3 separate regions of the Pan troglodytes genome follow, and regions 2 and 3 are each linked to region 1. A link is a contact called in public Hi-C and HiChIP or PLAC-seq data. All regions are on one chromosome and are shown on one strand. The core of a region is the stretch at or near the end of the contact, and the rest is flanking DNA. Distances in the headings are between cores, read along the strand shown.

The links. Hi-C and Micro-C count contacts between places; a contact is called where the count stands out from the background. HiChIP or PLAC-seq counts read pairs in DNA pulled down with a chosen protein or histone mark.
Region 2: a contact with region 1 is called in a Hi-C map of stem cell-derived neural progenitor cells, with 1.6 times the contacts expected there. The contact joins the enhancer-like site here to the promoter of LBH in region 1. A contact is called at or near these places in 1 of 7 Hi-C or Micro-C datasets (stem cell-derived neural progenitor cells) and 1 of 1 datasets of contacts at active chromatin or transcription factors (stem cell-derived excitatory neurons).
Region 3: an H3K4me3 HiChIP or PLAC-seq map of stem cell-derived excitatory neurons shows a contact between it and region 1, with 8 times the contacts expected there. The contact joins the promoter of LCLAT1 here to the promoter of LBH in region 1. A contact is called at or near these places in 1 of 7 Hi-C or Micro-C datasets (stem cell-derived neural progenitor cells) and 1 of 1 datasets of contacts at active chromatin or transcription factors (stem cell-derived excitatory neurons).

What each region holds. Positions count from the first base shown.
Region 1 is chr12:92,604,983-92,608,964 of NHGRI_mPanTro3-v2.0_pri, forward strand. It overlaps LBH (LBH regulator of WNT signaling pathway), which reads right to left and starts at 2,727. Exons shown (of 3, transcript XM_016948289.3): 1 at 2,315-2,727. The coding sequence starts at 2,340.
Region 2 is chr12:92,432,427-92,436,194 of NHGRI_mPanTro3-v2.0_pri, forward strand. No RefSeq gene overlaps it. Among named protein-coding and RNA genes, the nearest start is that of LCLAT1, 42 kb to the left of the region's middle. Within about 2 kb of position 2,160, at least 6 of the 24 cell types and tissues checked have an H3K27ac peak or open chromatin away from gene starts, as enhancers often do. A contact at or near this core is called in stem cell-derived neural progenitor cells, where this site is marked.
Region 3 is chr12:92,389,763-92,393,733 of NHGRI_mPanTro3-v2.0_pri, forward strand. It overlaps LCLAT1 (lysocardiolipin acyltransferase 1), which reads right to left and starts at 2,644. Exons shown (of 6, transcript XM_515384.9): 1 at 2,460-2,644.

The DNA.
Region 1 (3,982 bases), core at 1,477-3,976:
GTAGGTAGCTGAGTCCATCTGTCTATATTAAAACCAATTCAACCACATCTCCCTTCACTTCTCCAACTAAGAATAAAAATAATCCTCACATGAACTTTCCAAAGGGGAAGTCTATATATTATTATTACACAATAACAATAACAGGTCAACTGGAGGGAAACAAAGTCCAATCATACAGCTTTCCTAAATTTCTGTCTCTCTGGTGCTCCTTTTGGCAAAATGTTCCACTTAAAGCCCCAAGGGGTCAGCTTTTCTGCAAGTTTCACATCTGCCATCCATCCCCTTTCTCTAGCCCCAGACACAGCAGCTGCATGCTCACAGCTTGAAAAACATCCCCTGGATTAAAAGCCTTAAGGATACCCGACTCTGATTGCAAAGGAAATTTCCAGAGGGGCCAAGCTGGCCCACCAATGGCTGACATGTGAAAGTGCCTTGTACTCTCTAAGCAGGATACGAATATTCCCTTATCCTTGCACAAGCTCTGGGCACATACGGGATCCCGTGCACATAATGCTGAACATAAGCACCAAATACAGGTACCTGCTACACAGCACCCAATGCTTTCCACCATCGTGCCTGTGCACATGGTTTAAAACAAAAATATGGGGAAGGCTTTTGAGGGACAGTATCTAAGGAAACAGGGGTACCAGATTCCTCTTCAATTGTATGGTTACTACATAGATAAGAAATGACACTGGATTTAGAAACAGAAGCAATAGGTTCTAGGCTCTGCCCCTCAAGAGCTGTGTGATCTTGAACAGGTCCTGTAACTTCTCTGAGCCACAAGTGTCCTGTTTGTTACTCTGATGCTAATAGTGTATATCTCACAGTTAGGTTAAGGGCTAATATCTGCACAAAAGCATTGCAAGCTGCAAAGTGCTAATCGATGAAATAATCTTAAACCTTAATTTCTCATAATATTCCTAATGGGTCCAAACACCCACCTTGGCAAATTTTGAGCAGCCAAAGGCACAAAGCCTCCAACAGCCTTCAAAGCTTCACCTATAATAAGGCACCTAGCTGCTCACACACCACGGGAGAGGCAAGGGAGGGGCACCCACAAGAAGGGTACACAAGCCTCGGGGTGGGGGAACTTGAACTGTTGAGAGAGGGAAGTTCAGTCCCCTCTCTAAACACTGCCAGGCTGGGACGGATGGGGGCAGGGAGACTAAGAGAAGATGCGGGACTTTGCGGCAAGTTTAGGTTCGGGAGCTGGGCCCTGCAAAGGCAGTTTCCTCCCGGGTCTTGGAAAGGCTGCTGGCGACCTCCAAAGAAAGGAGCCAGAAGAGCGCACGCAGGGTGAAGAGTCTGACGTAGGGGCGGCTCTTCCTCGCTCGGGGCTGTGGCGCCGGCCCGAAAAGTTGAAGCGAGAAGCATGAACTTTCCGCTTCTTGGGCCAGGCCGGACCCCGCCGCGGCTTGCGCCGGTTTTCCCTTCGCTCAGCGCCTGCCGGAGACTCGGGGCCGAGCTCCCCACGTCCGCACCTGAGAGCGCGCTCCGGGGCTGCCGGCGCTCGCCCCCGGCCGCTTCTCCCCTAACCCAGAGCAGGAAGGAAGAAACTGCCAGCAAGGAAGTCCCAGCAGTCAGGGGCCTGCCTCTCTCTGCATCCCTCCCGGCTCCGATCCCCGGTCCGGGGCAAACCTCCGACGCCCCGCGCCCGGCCCGGGCTCCTTCCCCTTCAGCACGGCGAAGGCGGCTCCTCCCAGTCCCGGCCCCCACCAATGTGCGTCGGTTTTTAGGGGCGATGGAGAGGGCAGGGGTTGAGAGGCTGCAGCGTGTGCCCTGCTGCTTGTGGCTTTAGTGGGGTTACGTGTGGGGAGAGCGTTTCCCGCCCCCCACCCCCCCGGAGCTCTGCAAACCCTGCGGCCGCACCAGCTCAGCCCCGCTGCAGCCGGCCTCGACGTTGAGACTTGCATGCAAACAAAAAGAAAAAGAGGAGGGGCCTGGGAAGAGCAGGAGCCCCCCTGCGCCAAGTGGGGCGCGCGCCTCCTGCAGCTCTCCGCATAGGGGGGTTTCACTGGGGGGGTTTCACACGTGACCCCTGGCTCCCCCGCCAACCAATACAAACCCTCCGGCCGTCACTTAGGTGAGGGCTCCGAGTTCACGTCCTTTGTCTGGATGTTCTCAGCACCCCCTCCCCCCGCCCCCACCTTTGCAACCTTGACGTTGACTCCTGCACTGGCTCGGGCGGCGGGTTAGCGCTGAGCGCCCGCGCCGCCGGCTGCCCTCGCACCCGGAGCCGGCACGAAGCAGGCGCCCGGGCCCGCAGCCACCGCCGCGAGACGGACGCCCGCCGCAGGCGCAGGGTACTCACCAGTGAATGGGGAAATATATAGACATGAAGTCCTAGGGCAGGCTGACACACGCCCCTGTGATTTAAAAACGGTCCCTGCGTCCCGAGTGAGGATGACACGGGCGCAGACGGGCACGGCAGGCGGCCGAGTGCGGACACCGGGCGCTCGCCGTCCGCCTTCCCAGGACAGCCCCACGGCTAGCGACGTCGGCAAGGTGGACACAACTCCCCGCTCTCCACTGAGCTCTCGGCCCCACAAAGAGCCCGGGAAGCCGTATTTATAGGGGCGGGGGCGGGGCTTGGCCCCGAGAGGCCCCGCCCTCCCTCGCCCACTCCTGGAATAACGTCACCAAAATCATGAATGGCTTCAGCGCTCGCAGCTCCGGCGGGCGGCGGCTCGGGGGCGCGCTCGGCTCTGCTCCCGGGGCCGTGGTTCGCTGCGGCTGCGAGCCCGGCCCCCTCCCGCGCTCTCCCACGCGCACACGCGCTCACTCGCACCGGCCCGGACTCCGCGTCCGCGCCGCTTCCCACTCACAGCCCCCTCCGCGCACACCCCGAACTCCAGCGCGGCGGAGGTGGGCGCAAGGAGGGCGCGGGGGCCGCTCCGGACATGACAGCTCGGCGGCTGCTCTGCGCCGGGGTAGGGCGCCCGCCACTCCTCCACCCCAGCCGCCCGGCGCCAGCGCCCTCCTTCCCATCCACAGGCTGTCCCCAGCCCACCTCGGGACCCCTCTGAAGCGTTTGTTCCCCAGACTAGGCCTCCCTCTGGAATCCTCGCCCGCAGCCTTGCGATCAGCGAGGAGAAACAAAAGCATGGTTAAAGAAGAAGCGGTGGGAAGGTGGCAGAGACGCGGAGCCGGGGGACCGAGTGCCCACGGGGCGCGTTGGCTTGCGAAGGGCTGGTCTGCAGCCCTGAGTTCCGTGGAAGGTTTTATTTGTGGGAGCAAGGATGTGGTGTCGTCCTGGGTAGGATTTTTCCATTGGAGACACACATACGCCCGGTCTGCCGCGGGGGCAGAAGGTGTGGGCGGGCGGTGTGCACGCCGCCCCCCATCCTTGACTCCCACGTCTTCTCCGAGGAGTCGCTCATGACAGCAGAAACAAAGAGCTTTAGCCGAACGCCTCCCACACTGCCCAGGAATTGCAGCTCTGGGCGTCTGTCCAGGCAGTCAAAGCTGCGCAGCCCCCCAGAGCCACATGATGGGAGTCTCACTCGGGACCCAGCGCTGCCGCTCTGTGGCCTCCGCTTCAATTACGCCTGTAAAATGGCTTTAGAACCCTCACCTACCTGTGTATAGGGGCTGAGGAAAGGGGGCGCGGGGAGATCAAAAACTAAGCAAAATTAAATTGGCTTTGAAGTTAATCAGCTTATTAAAAGAAAGGCAGTGAGTGTATTGAATCCGTATATATGTGCTTGAAAGTGGAAACGCATAGCTTATCTCAGGCAAAAGGATGACAGAATTAATGGCGAAGGTTCGACAGGGGTAGGACCCTGAAGGAAGCCGTGAGAGAAGACCCTCATAATTTTCATCAGTCCCCGCAAAAACAGCCCAAACAAAAATTATAAGAATTGATGAGAATAATTTATTTAAAAATAACTGGGCTATTTTCAATCACTTATATGCTTATATGTACAACCTGAGTTAAAATAGTGTGCTTCCTATGAAAACACAGCTTCATGACAAGCCC
Region 2 (3,768 bases), core at 910-3,409, 170 kb before region 1:
TCCCTAAGACTCATTTCTGGGTTTTGTCTTGGATTTGTATGGGATCTTGGTTTAATGGAACCTGTTTTAAACATCCTTTTGGGCCCCCTATTGATCCTCTTAACCTTTAACCTATTCTCAAGGTGACAGAAATTTTTGGCTTAAGTAGTAAACCCATAATAAATCAGAACTCTGGGGAATCCATGTTTCACAGTTTCAAGAGAGTTCCATTGTTGGACTGGGGCAGAATATAACCAGCACCCATGCATGATCATCACTCCCGTCTGTGTGTCTTCAAATGTGTAGGGACCCCGGACCAGGTCTTAGTGGCTGCTTGCATGCTATATTATCCAGCTCTCCAACATGTCTCCCCACTCTTTTGGCACTGAATCACACACATGCCTACCCTGAGAGGAGATGGGGAGCATGTGGGCCTGAGAACAAAAGTCTATCCTCTCAAGGTAGCCAGGACAGGCTTCTCAGCTGTCAGTGAGTGATGGCAGCAGACAGGCTCACTATAGCTGGCAAAGGCCGATGCATACTCATGAACCTAGGGGACACAGATATGCTATGACTGGAGAAGACACAGGTTCATGTAAGTAAGAGGCTGAGATTGGGGAATCTCTAAGGGCACAAACTCAGGCAGATACCACAGGAGACTCAGATTCCAAAAATGGGGGCACAGAGATGCATCAGCCCAGTGACTCACACCCTGCAGGTGCCGGTCATTGATGAAGAAGTGGAAGGAATTTGGGAAGGAGGCATTGGCTCCGCCAGATCTTGTCGTGACCATAGGTATCTTCATTGGCAAAATGAGGAGGCAGGGTTGATCTCTGAATCTGTGATACTGGCATACTTTTGTACTTAAAATTGGAGGAATCAGGCAATAGGAGGAAGAGAACAGCCTCTGTGGTGAGATGGCCAAATGGTTCCTAAAGAGAAGGTTTCCTTCTGCCTTTTCAATTTCTTGAATCTTTCTCCATAATCCCTAGCAGCAAATCAGAATGCTCTTTCTTAGAAGGCCTGGACTCCATCTTGGTGGTTAGCACCTCCTTTAATTTCTGCCGTACACCTTGTCAGCTCTCCCTCCTTCCCTCTCGTCCTCTCCTAGTTGCCCTTAGGTGTGGCTTTTTCCCTCCCGACATCTCTGACTGCTGAGCAAGTGGGACCCTTCTCTCTGGGTTCCCCAGGCTTCAACAGAGGTCAGATTGGACTTGACTTCAGCAGGTCCTTTGACCACCTGAGCAATGTCCTTTCCCATTCTCCCACTCACAGACATTTCTTCAGAGGTGTGTCCCTAGTTTTGGGTATCCCTTCTCCCAAGGCAGCTCCCCTGAAGATCTCTGTGTTCTTGCCTGCTCCCCAAATTTCTTTTGTGGCCACTCCCTGAAGGCCTGTCCTGAATCAACTCGTGCTCATTTTGTCCTTCCCAATATTTGTTGTTTGGACACACAACTCTGCATCTCTGCTTTCTTGGTCTTGCACCTTCTCCAAGACTTTCATTTTCTGTTTTTACTCTAGCTCTCAGAGTGATTGCCAGGGCTAAGCCTAGAAAGATGCCACTGAAGAGAAAAAGATCTTGCAGACTGGAACTTCCCTACCTCTACCCCACCCCCAGTTATCTCTACTGAGAAATGGCTACCAGGCAATCTCCAAGAGTCTGGGGAACTTTACGGCTGGTAGATTTCAGGGAACTATTCTGGATGTTTCTAGAGTGGAGCCAAAGCTCATCTTCAGGATATTTATATGGTGACCAGACATCTCCAGTGCTGGCTGATGCCGGGCCTTTGCATGAAGTGCTTACTTCTGCTAAATTCTGTTTGTAGGAGCCTCCTCCTTGCAGAGGATGTCACTCCCTTGCTGAGGGTTAACTGCTTAGGAAGCTTTTGATCTGCATGTGAAAGAGCAACCAAAGTCGATCCAGCAGGCAGCCCAGTTTGCTAGCTTTCTCCTTTTCTTCTCTGTCTCTAGATGACATCCAAATAGCCCTGTTCTGATAAGTGCCAGAGAGTAACTATTCTAAAATTAAAGGGCAAGGATGTCTTTTCAAAGAAACATTTTTTTAAAAAACTTGGGCTCTGCAATTTAGCCTTTCCCTCAGTGAGGTAGGCTTCCAGGGTGGCTGGTTTCTCTGCTGTAAAGATAAATGGGAGGCTAAGTGGGGGTGCGCGCACCTCCTAGGGCCATGGCTGGGGACTTGACAAGTCATTTATTCCAGGGCATAGCCTGGCTTCTCGCCAGCCTCCAGTGTAATCTCAGCCAAAGAGAAACCTGAAGTGGACGACCCCCAGCGTGGGTCCTCTGCTTCCCAGCCAGCACCTCCCGGCGTCTGGTGGATGTGCACAATTTGTAATACTTTTGAGGATAATGACTTGGTCTCATGGAAAAAGGAGAATTGGTCCAAGATAATGTCTGGTAAGCCTTGACATTCCACCCTGAAGCGATCCTACACTCATGTAGAATCACCGAACAGCTGCATGATCATATTACAGAATCTTCCTCAACAGCCAGCTTGTCATTGAATTTCCCCAAATTCCAGCTTTTCTCAAACAAAAGGAGCCCTGATGTGGGAGGAGCTGGAGTCAGCCAGATGGAAGAGAAGTGCAGATTGCCAAGGCTGGGAGCACCCTTTGAATGTTTTGGTCCAATCCCTCTCATTTTGTATGTGAAAAAACTGAGATCCAAAGAAAAGGGGAGAGAATTTCCCAAGGTAACCCAGTGGAAGAGCTGGGTCAAGAGGGTGGGACTCCTGAACCACAGGACCCCAGGCCAAGGTGCCCACTCGCCTCTTGGGGTTGCACAGGCCTCCCTGACCCCATTTTCAGAGAAGCTGGGGGAGTGAGGTTCTTGGCCAGAGGAAAAGTGATGGAATCGCTTTAGGGAAAAGAAACAAAGCTGTATTGTTGGAGGATCCTGAGTCTCCCGAGTCTGCCAGGAGGAGAAATCTTGCTGTTTTAGAGGGAAAATGAGGAGGAGGTGGTGGCAAAGTCCAGCTTTTATGAAGCCATAAATACAAAGTTAAACAACATGAAGCAAGTTGCCTGGATCCGCAACACAGGTAAACTTGTATCATTGGAATCTTTTTGGAGGACCAAACAGAAAAGAGCAAATAATAGTAGCCATTCGATAGCAAGCCTTAAGCACCTACTTAGCGTAAGATATTGTACTATTGTGCTAGGTGCTACTGGGGATAGAGGACAAAGTGTGGGCAGAGAGTACTGTTCCAAGCGCCAATCTGGTGCCTGTCAGTGGCAATATTTTTAGAGGCGCACACACACACACATACACACACACAAACACGTGTGACAAGGAATGAAGTATTTCATAAAGCTGAATTCATTTGGTTTATTCCTAAGTCATTTTCTACCTTTTTTGGGCTGTTATTAATACAACTTTCTCAATTTTTAACAGTATCCTCTGAATAAAATGTTGGCAACTCTGCTGAGTGTTTTTGAAACTGTATTGGTTGATGAAATCCAAAAGTCTGGCAACTACAGATGTGGTTGAAAGGACCTAGGCTCTAGGGATAGAGAGAGATGGGTTCAGATCTAGAGTCAGTCATTTATTAATTATCTGCCTCGGGAATATTTCTTAACACTCAGAGTTCAAGTTTCCTACCTGTGATACAAAAGTCCCCAGAACAGTGAGGCCTTCCTGTGGAAGTACTCACAACCGTTATTCCCCATCTCTTACAAATTTTGTGTGTGTGTTTGTGTGTGTACACGTGTGCACCCGCATTGTACTAGGAGCTGTGTGGGAAACAGGCAGGCTTTAATAGCTTTTACTCTC
Region 3 (3,971 bases), core at 1,394-3,893, 220 kb before region 1:
AATCGAGATCCTTCTACAGTTCCCACTGCCCGCAGGATAAAGTCACTCTCTTAGCTAAGAGTTCACAACCTGGCTCTAACCTTTCCTGGCTTCTCTCCCAGCAACACCTACAATACTGTGGTCTGACCCCTGGACACCATGAGCTCTCACTTGTCCTAGCTTTGCTCTGTTTCTCCCTATGCCTTTATCCTCCAGTTAGCTCCCTTCCTCTTCTGGCCAGGCCCATCCCAGAAGAAGGAACTGTTCCCTTTTATGTGCTCTCACAGCTCTCTGTACCCACAATTATATTTGAGTCCTTATCACGCTTTATTAGTTAATCATTTATTTATTTGTCTCAACTGTCTACAAACTTCTGGACCTGGGACTTCTCCCTGAACTCCTCAAGGGTAGGGTCAGGAGTTAATGTTTACATCCTAAAGACTTGGCAGGGCTATTCCATAAAGGTTCAATGAAACAATAAATGTCCTAGCCACTTTTACTCATCCTATTTTTTTAATAAATAAAGACTGGAAAAATTAGCACAAGTATATCAAAACAGCAAGCTTAACTAAAATCAGTTTTCTTTTAAAAGTCCCCCAGCAAATTATTCTTTTAAAAAATGTAATAAAAACAAAAATCCCAATTATTGATTTGTGCTTCCTGATAGAAATTAGTCATAACTAGCCAGGCACAGTGGCTCACACCTGTATTCCCAACACTTTGGGAGGCTGAGGCAGGTGGATCACCTGAGGTCGGGAGCTCAAGACCAGCCTGACCAACACAGAGAAACCCCGTCTCTACTAACAATACAAAATTAGCCAGGCGTAGTGGCACATGTCTGTAATCCCAGCTACTCAGGAGGCTGAGGCAGGAGAATCACTTGAACCCGGGAGGCAGAGGCTGTGGTGAGCCGAGATCGTGCCATTGCACTCCAGCCCTGGCAACAAGAGCGAAACTCCCTCTCAAAAAAAAAAAAAAAAAGAAATTAGTCATAACTCTGTTTGAAAATAACTTTTTAACTAATGGGCAACAAAAGTAAGAAGAATATACCACTTAACCAAAGTAAATGTAATTGTTACCACACAAATCACTATTGGACGCCAATGGAATAAACCATGATTATTATTTACACAAGATCACAAACAAAACTACTGGCTTGAAATATGTGTTCATTCTAGGACATTGCTAGAGCCTTTGAAAAAGAAAACATTTTTTTTTTTTTTTTTTTTTTTTTTGAGGCGGAGTCTCGCTCTGTCGCCCAGGCCAGACTGCGGACTGCAGTGGCGCAATCTCGGCTCACTGCAAGCTCCGCTTCCCGGGTTCACGCCATTCTCCTGCCTCAGCCTCCCGAGTAGCTGGGACTACAGGCGCCCGCCACCGCGCCCGGCTAATTTTTTTTTTGTATTTTTAGTAGAGACGGGGTTTCACCTTGTTAGCCAGGATGGTCTCGATCTCCTGACCTCATGATCCACCCGCCTCGGCCTCCCAAAGTGCTGGGATTACAGGCGTGAGCCACCGCGCCCGGCCCAAGTCAGTTTTTTGAAAACTAACGCACGTAGTTATATTTCATGACATGACGTTTCTTTGAACAAATAAGTTAATGATATGAATAAATATTTCATCTTGGTAATGCCTTCAACACATATCTTCAATACTTTTCTTGGACTTAAAGTGACTCTCAATCCCTAATCTCATCTACTGCCATGTACACAAGAAACATAGTTAATGAACTTTAAAGGCAGATGCAGTATTTCCAGGGAAGCCACCTGAACCAGGGAAGTACAAGAAAGCAAAACATCTCCACAACCACATCTAAGTGCCGTATCTTTCAACTTCTTTTTTTCAAATGGGCAATTAGAAGCTACGACACACCTTAAAGATCAGGTTTGGCATCCGCCCTGGCTAGGGCCTACCTTTCTTTTCGCGGCACTGCCACTCTGGGCACCTACAGGCAGGCCTTTGGCGCCTGCAGGACTCGCAGGGAAGACAGCCCCAACCCCTGCTCTCCACGGCTCTCGTCGAAGCCCCGCACGTGGTGACCACTTGAGACGTTTTAGTGCATGGGATTTAACAGGGTCAGACCTCAGGTTGCGTTCCGGGACGGTGCAGCTCCCAGACCCGCTGAGGTCGCAGGAGGAAGGTTTTGACGCTCCTAGCGTAAACACCGACGGGACCCTCTTCGCCCCGCGGCTACCTCGCCCTCGCCGCTCGCGCGGCCCCTCAGCACCTGACGCCTCAGCCAGCCTCCAGGAGTCGCTTCCCCGCGCCTCCTTCCACCTGAGCCAGCGACGCTACCGCCACCTGCACCGGGACCCCAAATGCCAGGCCAGTGGCCGTTACCCGAGGTCGCGGCCCGGGGAAGGTCCATGGCTCAGGAGGAAAAGCCCGGGCTGCAGCTCCCCTTCCTGCACCTCTGAGATCCCCCGGCCGCCGCCATTTTCCTCGCGCCGTAACCCCACCTGATAGTTCCAGCCTCCCACCTGTGACAAGCAGGGCACGCCGCGCGACGCCGAGTGGGGTGCGTGGGCAAGCTGGGGCTCCGTAGGGGTCACAACCTCCGTGCGGAACCCGCCGTTAATTCATCCCGTAACGCGGAGGCGTCCGGCCGTCGCCCTAGTAATGCGTCCCGGAAGGCTACGTCCTGATTGGCTGCAGGCGCCGTGACGCAACGGCGTCCCCGGCTGCGTGGGAAGCCCGGGTCCCCGGCGCCCCGCCCTTGCTCCACAGCCCGGGTTACCCCGGGTACCTTTCTTTGAGAGCTCCTTTAAAGAGGCCGCGCTTATTTCCTCGTCTGACCTCCTGGAGAGGAGGGACCCACGGAACGGTGGGGTGTAGGGGTGAGAAAACAACGAAATAGGAAATTAGCGGAGGTCATTTGTCCGAGGGAACCTAATGGTTCATTCAACCCCTAGAGCTGCAAAATGGAAAACAGAAATCTGGGAGTTTAATTTACAAGCCTAAATTTGGTGCGCGAAGTCACAGGACAAATCAGTAGTAGAAGCAGTTATAGAACCCAGGTTCCCTGATCAGGCAGGAGCACAAAGTTTTTCTAGCACACTCAGTGTTTCCCCAGTCCTAGAAAATGTTTCCTCCCAGTTCCCATAGCAATTTCATCACACTGCTCTTAAAAGGTCTCGATCACCTACCATGGTGTGTCTGTCCCCTAACCTACTAGATCGCATGCCCCTGAATGGTGGGGACTGTGGTTAAACCCCTTTTCATTTCCCTTAAGCAATTCCCTCCTCAACTTGGCCTTCAACAAATACAATAAGAATCTTAAAAATAATAAACATAGCTACACATCACACACAGCCACTCATCAGTAGTTCATGTATGTCTATACGTTTTATCCGTTTATTCAACAAAGCACAGAGTGAATATTTTTAAAATTAACAAGGTTCCTGACCTCACAAAATTTATGGTGTAATAATAATGACCATCTACATGTTGGCTGCATAGCTTCAATATAGCTAAATTATATCCCCAAATTGCCTGTAAATCAAAGATTCTTGTGCTCTTTTCCTAAATTAGCTTCATAATTTCTCTAAGTTTGTTCCAAAACATTTTAGTATTTAAGATGTGCTAAAATTGCATCAGAAAGTGAAGAATGACTACAGAGAGAAACACCAGAACAAAAGTCAATTCTGCCAATTATGCCTATGACTTTAGGCCTCCTTTTTACCTTTAAAATAAGATTACTGGAATAAAAGATCTCCCAATTCTTTTTTGTTGTTGTTAAGAGTTGGCCTGGCTATGATCCAGAACCTTCAAGGGCTCTACTGTGGTTCTTTGGGGGCTTGCCAGAGGTTCCTCATAGCCTTTGCAGCTCCATTGCAGAGAGCTCTAGCACTGTGAGGTGTGTCCGGTGATACAGCCCAAGAGGCAAGGTTGCCCTTACCGCCCTAACCACAGAGGACAGTGCTGGGCTCTTTCTTTTTTCTTTTCTTTGCTTTTTTTTTTTTTTTTTTTTTTGAGACAGGGTCTCGCTCTGT